Regions from separate parts of the Zea mays genome. Here regions 2 and 3 are each linked to region 1. Evidence: chromatin contacts called from public Hi-C data. All regions are on one chromosome and are shown on one strand. Each heading gives the region's core, a stretch centred on a gene start, on an enhancer-like site or on the middle of the called end of the contact. The rest is flanking DNA. Distances are from core to core; before and after follow the strand shown. Region 1 holds the start of LOC103650408 (serine/threonine-protein kinase D6PKL1). Region 2 holds the start of LOC100272797 (Nuclear pore complex protein NUP1). Region 3 holds the start of LOC100273544 (Auxin response factor 2).

The links. Hi-C and Micro-C count contacts between places; a contact is called where the count stands out from the background.
Region 2: a contact with region 1 is called in a Hi-C map of endosperm, with 4 times the contacts expected there. The contact joins the promoter of LOC100272797 here to the promoter of LOC103650408 in region 1. A contact is called at or near these places in 7 of 25 Hi-C or Micro-C datasets (bundle sheath, ear, endosperm and 3 more) and 1 of 3 datasets of contacts at active chromatin or transcription factors (leaf).
Region 3: a Hi-C map of endosperm shows a contact between it and region 1, with 3 times the contacts expected there. The contact joins the promoter of LOC100273544 here to the promoter of LOC103650408 in region 1. A contact is called at or near these places in 6 of 25 Hi-C or Micro-C datasets (ear, endosperm, leaf and 1 more).

The regions. Positions count from the first base shown.
Region 1 is chr3:95,303,558-95,306,316 of Zm-B73-REFERENCE-NAM-5.0, forward strand. It overlaps LOC103650408 (serine/threonine-protein kinase D6PKL1), which reads right to left and starts at 1,343. Exons shown (of 3, transcript XM_008675976.4): 1 at 1,058-1,343; 2 at 1-439. The coding sequence starts at 258.
Region 2 is chr3:95,568,346-95,571,171 of Zm-B73-REFERENCE-NAM-5.0, forward strand. LOC100272797 (Nuclear pore complex protein NUP1) reads left to right here and starts at 1,474. Exons shown (of 8, transcript NM_001360114.1): 1 at 1,474-1,869; 2 at 2,220-2,266. The coding sequence starts at 1,548.
Region 3 is chr3:94,806,601-94,809,519 of Zm-B73-REFERENCE-NAM-5.0, forward strand. It overlaps LOC100273544 (Auxin response factor 2), which reads right to left and starts at 1,399. Exons shown (of 15, transcript NM_001320084.1): 1 at 1,160-1,399; 2 at 904-1,040; 3 at 1-95. The coding sequence starts at 1,181.

The sequences.
Region 1 (2,759 bases), core at 93-2,592:
CCTAGCTGGTTTCTTCAGAACACTCTTACCCAGCGCATCTCCACCTGTACTGCCAGGACTAAGCGCGCGTCGGAAGGTCCTGCTATCGATAGCTTTAAGGAGCTGGTCGAGGTCATCTTCCACAGAATAATCATGACTTTTGCCGCGTTTCTCCTCATCTTTGAGTTTAATATGCAGCAAGCTGGATCCACCAGAGGGTGTAGTATCGAATTCCTCGGTGGACTCAACTATCTCAGAGCTACAGCCAGATGACTCCATGGCCCAATTAGACTAATTCAACACTGGCAGACAAGGAATACGCCAACTCAGTCCGTCGCCGGCAGGGGCATCCTGGGCAGGCAAGCCTGCACCTTCCACTGAACGTCTTCCAAGATGAGAGCACCAGGGAGCTCCCAGAAAAGTAGCCTTTTAATGGCAAGCGCAGCAACCAGCGCACACCCTGCAAAGACCATAAGGTCCAAAGTTAGTGATTGAGACATAGCGACAACTACGTCTTTAAAACTGCTGAGGAATTTAGAAAAAAAAATAAATTCAGAGGCGAGAACGCAAGGCGCCAAAGAGAAATATACACTTGATAACCTAATCAACTAACTGGCAAGCAGGGGTAGTGCAAATAAAAATTTTTGGAAGCCAGAGTTTAGGGGGGGGAGGGGGGGGGGGGGGGGGGGGGGGGGGGGGGGGGGGGGTGACAGAAGGCCAGATTCTCCACAAAGAACCCATTTTCGCTCACCGTTACGAATCAGCAGGCAGAAGAAACGAAAATGGAAACAGGGACAACTGCCTCTCGCAGAACGAACAGACCAGTTAGATCTACTAAAACACAGGAAAAGGAGAGGAAAAACTGAAACTTTTCTGCTCATGGAGAAATACACGAAGCTAGCTCCAGATCCAAACGGCGGCGGCGCCAACTCGGCTCTAACGATACCGCATTTCGCGGAGCCGCTATGAACCCTGCCGAAACAGCAAATTCGCAACTAATCTGAACCCAGCCTCACCCATGTACCGGATTTAGGATCGGGAGAGCGGCTCAAGAGCGGAGCTGGTTGCTGAAGATTACCAGGAAATGCCGGCTCAGATCTCCACGCGTGGAAGGGGCACAGGCGGTGGAATAGTGGTGCCGTTGGCACTTGGCACTGCGTCCTGGCAGGACGAGCTCAGCTGCTGGAATGGCGGCTTCGGAGGTGTACTGGTGTATAGAGGGCAAGGAGCACACAGAGGAGAGAGAAAGGGGTAGAGACTTAAAGAGAAAGAGAGAGAGGAGACGAGTCGGCATATAGGGCGTCCAGGATCCTCCGTGCAGACTGGAGAGGGCCACCAGTGGCAACTCCCGGTGCCGTTTGGGCGGGTCCTCGGCCGTCGAATCATGATCTAAACCGGCTGCAAATAGTGTGATAGCACAGTCCAAATACTCTCTTAATACCAAAATAATATTTATTTTTAAGATTTTAAGATGTTAATAGATTTATACAATATTTGATATATTATATATGTGTCTAGATTTATTAATATCTATTTAAATAAAAAAACATCAAAACGAATTATATAATAGGACAGATGGAGTATATTTTCATAATAAATTAGGGTTCTTAATATTTTTAGTTTAAAAATGAATAGATATAAAGTTCAATTCTAATCTAATTCGATCCTTAATTTTATAGCGTAGATTCTGTTACCCCTAAATTAATATTTTATAGCGTAGATTCCGTTACCCCTAAACGAATTATCTTAATAGATATTGCTTGCTGGTTTAACGCTTCCATCAAAAAATACAATTCTAGATTTTGACTAATTTAATATTTTATATTTTAAATAAATTTATATAAAATATTAATATTGATGTTTATAATTAGATTTACTGTATATTTATATTATATAATCAATATAATAATGCTTATTCTATATAGTGCAGCATTATTTGTCACCTAACTTCACCGAGCCGAAGTAAGAACACTTACTAATTTTCAGAAATGACTGAATACCGCTTAGTCATTATCGGTAATTAGGTGAAGTTTCACTTGAATTGAAGTGGTGAATAGCGTATATAATATTTCAAACGTCAAAAGTTTTTATATAGATTTAACTAAATTAAAATTCTTTAGTTCTTTGAAAAAAATAAGGGTTGTATTTGTTAGCAATATATTGCAATTATGAAATGATAGCATCATCACACACAATTATTTTGTTAACCCCTCTCTCTCCATATGTCGGAGGAAGAGAATGTAGCGTATACTTAACAAGTATTATACAAATGTTATATTTTACTTACGAATATATATTTAAAAAAATATTGTACGAGAGTATAATCTCTAAAACAAGCAGTAAATCAAATAAACGGTATACAGTCGAATACGAAATACTGCCTCTGTCTTTCAATATTTGACGCTATAGTACAAAATGTACTACAAAACGTCAAAATAAAAAAAAGGAACAATTGGATCTATACCATTAAAAGATTCAAACTTTAGATATATACCATGGACCCCACATGTCATTGACTCATGTGGACCCACATGTAAGTGAGATAGTAATGGTATGGATCCAAAGTGGTGATCTTTTAATGGTATGGATCCAAATTTCCCTAAAAAATGGAGGGAGTAATAAAAAAACACCAACAAAAAAACCACGAAAGAAAAGCTCTAACTTGAGTAAAAAACCAATAACCAAGATAAAAAAAAAGCTCAGCGAGCGAGTAGGTTAGGTAAAAGACACTAAGGTAAGATTAAAGGTAAGTAACTAGTATCGATCCACGGGAGCAAGGA
Region 2 (2,826 bases), core at 224-2,723, 260 kb after region 1:
GGCTCGGGGGCTACTGTCGGGTACCGTAATTAGGGGTACCCCCAATGCTCCTTAATCCGGTTGGAAAGCATCTTCAGAACAAACCATACGCGGCTGATAAAGCGCGGTTCAAGTCAAGGCCACGCCTACCAAGGGACGCAACCTCATCCGAGCCCAGCCTTGGGCGAGAACAGTAGTCCCGGACGGGTTCACGCCTCGCCCGAGGGTCCCCTCAGGCGATGAGCGCACCCTCGGCTCGCCTGAAGCCTAGCTTGGGCAGACTTTGTCGTGCAGCGACCTTGGCCAAATCGCCTTACCAGCCGACCATATCGCGTGCACATTTAATGCGGGGATCGGCTGACACCTTATCCTGACACGCGTGCCTCAGTCGGTAAGGTCGAAGTGACCACAGTCACTTCGCCCCTTTACTGGCCGATCTGACAGGAAAACAACGCCGTTCACCCCGCTCCGGCTACCGTGCCAACCACCAGGATGAAACTGAGTCACGATCTCCCACGAGTTCGGCCTCGGGCGCAACAAGGAGCTCCGCCTCGCCTGACCTCAGGCCTCGGCCTCAGCCTCGGCCTCGGAAAAAGATCTCCGCCTCGCCCGACCCCAGGCCTCGACCTCGGGAGGAGTCACAACCCCGCCCGAGCCCAGCCTCGGCCTCAAGAGAAGTCTCCGCCTCGCCCGACCTGGGCCTCGGACCGACTACGCTACAGGGGATACATCATTACCCTACTCCTAGCTAGTTGCCTCAGGCTATGAAGGAACAAGACTGGTGTCCCATCTAAGGTTACTCCGGTAACAGGTAATGATGGTTCCCCGCGTGCGCCCATGACGTCGGATTGCTCTCAACCTCCTACGAAAGCAAGACAACGTCAGCAGTATCCATGCCACGCCGACAGCTGTGCTTTTACAGGGCTCAAGGCACTTCTCCGTCGGCCACGATAGCTCGTGTACAGGGCTCAAGGCGCTTCTCCGACGGCCACGTTAGCTCGCAGCTACACCCCATTGTACAACTGGGCATCTCCTTGTATCTATAAAAGGGGATGTCCAGGGCCTTCCTAAGGCACGTCACGGACACACGTTGCAACACTGACAACGTTGGACGTCGAGGACAGGCGGGGCAGACGAGACAGACAGCACGCAGAGACTCTCTCTCTCTTTCTCGCCCTCGCTCCCTCGCGCGACAACAAATTTACTGGTCGGTTGACGGTCCTCGCAGGTCCAAAACGCCGACATCCATAGTTTAAAAAATTCCTAAACCATTGGATATATTTTATGATGAATTTAACCGAATAAAATTTTTAAGTAGTTTTGGACTATTTTAAAGTATGAATTATGACATAGATTTAATTTCAATCGATGCTAATCCAGAACTGGAATGGTGTAAACGCTCTCTCTTCGTGGGCCGAGGATCAGCCCCCGCGTCTAGCCGTTGGATGTTGAATGGGAACGGACGGTCCGATGCCCATGACTGCAGGCATACATCGCTGCGGGTGAAGTTCGGCTATCTGATTTGCCGCCCGCGATACGGCGAAACCCTAGCTCCACAGCGCCGTTGCATGGAGTCCCAGCGATACAACTACGGCAGCGGCGCCGGCACCGGCGGCAAAATCCGCCGCTACCCTCCCTCTCGCGCCGTGGCTGCGTCACCATATGCTCGACCGGCCACCGCCCCGACCCACGCTCCTGGAACCGCCACGGCGGCGGTTTCGCATGAGGGCGGGTGGCTGTCCCGGATCATAGCCGCCGGCACCTCGCGATTCCTTCCCTCCTTGTTCAGCTTCAGCACGTCTCAACCTCAGCAAGCCGCGCCGGCCCCGTCGCCAACGCGCGACCAGCTGCCAGTCGTCGAGCCGCCTTCGCCGCTTCCCCCACCTTTAGGTTTTTCTCTGCATATTTTTTATTGTTTGCGGTTGCTCTGCTGCTTGCTCAGTGTTCGTGCGATTGTAGCCTAGAGATTGGTACTATTTTCTCTGTTGAAATACCTATTTTAGCTTTAGTCAACACTTGATTAAGATGTTACTTGTGCATGTAGCCTGTGGGCTATTGGCTATCAGAATTTGGGCGTTTACTCTGGCTTCTGCGCTAAATAAGTTAGCGAGTTATCATATTTTTCAGTATGGATTTGGGATACTATTGGAATGTAGTATGCTCTGAGTGGTATTGTTTTTCTAGTGTGTCGTTGATTTATTGCTGGCAAGCTAACATACTTTTCCCTTTTCAATCTATAGTGGATGATCGTCCAGAATGTGAAGAAAACGGTGGAGTGGCTGCCAATGTAAGCTGAATCAATAAATTCATAATGTATTTTTGTTTATTTTTACTTTATTTGAGTGATTGTCAAAACGATTTATAAGTTAATACAACTAGACTCTGAGTTTGCCATAAGCAGTTAAGCACTATTTTCATTAATTAACTCAATTCAAAACATTTCCTCAGGATCATTTTATGAGTCTATTCCAAGCCTGCAATTTTAGCTTGTTTCTGAAGGCTTTATTGATTTTTTAGCATCTACTTCCTCCATTCTAAATCATAGTTCATTTTGTCTTTGTCCTAAGCCAAACATCTCTATTTTGACCAAGATTATAGAAAAATACACCAACATATATAACATCAAATTAGTTTCATTAAATTCTCCATGATATATATTTTGATTGAGTATTTGCTTGAGCTTATAGTTCATAACATATTTTTTCTAAAAACCCAGGCAAAGGCAAAGTTTGAGAAGTTTGATTTAGGAGAAAGCCGAAGTGAACTTTAATTTGGACTGGGGGAGTAGAACAGATTATTTACTTATATTTATTATACTAGGAAAACAAATCTCTGTTTGTTTTAAGT
Region 3 (2,919 bases), core at 149-2,648, 500 kb before region 1:
AGTTCGATGTTCATGAGCTTGCAGGGAATCTTCCATGGCAGGTTGTAGAGGGGCGTGCCCTGCTGCTCGGCAAGCTGGTTCGTCGATGCCTCCACCTGAGCACAGCAGAAACCAACAGAATCCCGCACAATCAGCGCCCCAAATCACATAGAGCAGCGCAAGAATCTTAGAAAGAGGAATCACCGCATATCTAAGTAAAAAATTGCGGAGCTTTGGATGGCATTAAAAAACAATAAAGGCGCTGATTCGTAATACCATTCGAGGCAGAGGCACTAAAGAAAGACCAAGCCTCTAGGGTCAAATGAAATGAAAAAAAAACATCATATGAGCTCACTGGAATGACCAGTAAACGTATCCGAGGACCTGTCAAACCTAGAAAAAAAATCCCCAAATCAGAAGACGCATGGGACTTTGAGGTCTGAGCGACAAAGTGCCTACGCGTCAAAATCAGAACTGCCGAACCCTCCAAATCAAAAGCAAAACCCCAGCGCAGACTGCAGCGGCCATGCGAATCAACCCCAAAAGCCAGAGACAATTCCCCTCACAGTCCACGATTCCATGCACATGCGCGGGCTTCACAGGAAGCCGAACCACGAATCCAAGTTGCGGACGACGAGGACTTGAAATCCGGGGCCACGGCGCAGGCGCGAGCCCGGAATTTCCCAAATCGAGGGCACGCACCGCACAGGGACCCCGTCGCGCTCATATCAAATAACCCCGCGCCTAAACCCCTCCAAACCCTGGAATCCGCTGCGATCACGCGAAATTCGGCGAGGATTCCGACGCATGCACACATGCGTAACCCAAAAGCGCTTCGAAAAACGCGAGGATACAGCGGCGGCACCCACATCAATAACGAGAGACGGGCATCGCCAGGGCACCCTCCCTCCCTGTCTGCCTCACCTGCTCGATGTGGCCCTGCGGGAGGTAGTAGACCTTCTCCCCAAGCGGCGGCACGCAGGACAGCGGCCCCGCGCAGGCCTTCCACAGCTCGACGAACAGCGCGTCCTTCCCTCCGCATCCGCGTCCTGCTTCCGCACCTGCACGCCCAGGCAAAAGAAGCACATAAACCTCGTCACAGACAAACCTAAACCCCTTGGAGGTGGGGAGGCCCGGGCCCCAAGCACCCGAACCAGCAGCGAGCGACACGCACACCCACCGGCGCAGGCAGCCGCCGCCATCGGATCTCACATGCACTTCCCAGTTCCCCCGACCACCTCCCTGCCGTCCGGAATTCGTCGCGATCTCCGCCGCGCAACTGGCACCTGAGTGATTTGCGCGGAAGGAAAAAGGGAAGAGGCAGCCGGAGGCGAGGCGAGGGGATTTATTTAAGTAGCAGGCCGCCGAAGGCGACGTCAGTTTCCTGTGTCGCTTCTCCTGCCTGCCCTTCTAAGTTCTTTACCCCTCTCGCAGCGTGTCGTGTGTGTGCTATGTGCTGTGTGAGCAAGACTGCAAGAGAGCGAGGGGAGGAAGAGGGAGAGAGTGTGTCTGTGTGTGTCAGTTTCAGCCGCCTCGCGTTGCCCACCACGACCGCCCCAAGGCAGCCGGTGTGCTGCACCCACCTGGTTGTTCCGGGCCGGGCCCGGGTCCGGGTGCATGGGCCTGTCTCTCCCCCGCGGGCAAGGGGCAGGGTAAGATATTTAATTGTATTACTGCTGCCGCCGCTTTTTGTTATGTTTGTACGGACGCCAAGCCCGACTGCCATGTTTGCTTGCGTGCTTTTGGCAGCAGCGTTGGGCGCCGCTCTCCGCGCGTTGGTCCGGTCAGAGGCAATGTTTGACTAAACGATCATTTAGTTTATCTACTGTACACACGGACAAACGCTACATGTCAGTGAATAGTTTCTGTTTCCTTTTTTGTTTAAACTGTTTAATTATCTGTTTAGTCTGTTAATAGACTGTATAGTTTTGATAACCTGCCACCTAGCGTCGAGAAAGACACCGGTAAGCCCGAGGTAGACGCGGTTTGGAACCATTGGCGCTGTCAGCCGGCTATTGGTGCTTGCGAGTGAGGGGCTGAGGATCCAATGCTCGTCTAATCGGCGAGCTTTGCGTAGGGATAACAATTTTACCCGTGGGTTCGGATATCCGTCGGATATCCGACCCGTCGGGTACGTGTTCAGACATAAAATTTGACCCATGAGTCTTACCCATGCCCGACCGGATTTTATTACGGATCCGGTACGGATTTGATTTCTTACCCGCGGGTACCTGACGGATATCCGAAAATAGTGATTTTAGATTTTCAAACTACCAGTACGCTAGCTAGCCTTCCATCCTCGACAGCTCATCCTACCTCCCTGTCTGTTGATGCTTCTGATCTGGTTTTAGTACTAGTGCAAGTACATTTGATAAAGTACCAGTACGTAGTACCAGTGCTATCTAGTACAAGTACTTGAGCTAAGAGAGTGTTAATACACAGACGACTATGCTAGCTACTCTTCGATTTTGACGAGTTGGAAGTTTATTAACAAAAAAACATTAGCAACACATGTCCAGGGCTACATCTACATGACTGCACTATGCAACAACATTATATGCCTCCGGTGATCATGGCGATGTGCGACGCTCAGAACTGCACTAGACTTCATTTAGGGAGAATGCACCAAGCTGCTATACCCGACGGATACCCGATATCCGCCCGATACCCGATGGGTATGGGTATAAAATTTTACCTGTGGGTATAGTCATGGGCGGATATGGATAATCCCCGCGGGTATGGTCGCGGACGGGTATTTACTCTACTCGATCCGAACCCAGCCCATTGTCATCCCTAGCTTTGCATTGTGCTGCTTGGACTTGGTCTTGGTGCCTTATTTTTCTAGAAAAACAAAGGTAGTGTTTGGTTGAGGAGCCAAGTAGAATGGAGTCGTTCCATCCCTGATTCTAGGAACGGAGCCGCTCTGTTCTGTGTTTGGTA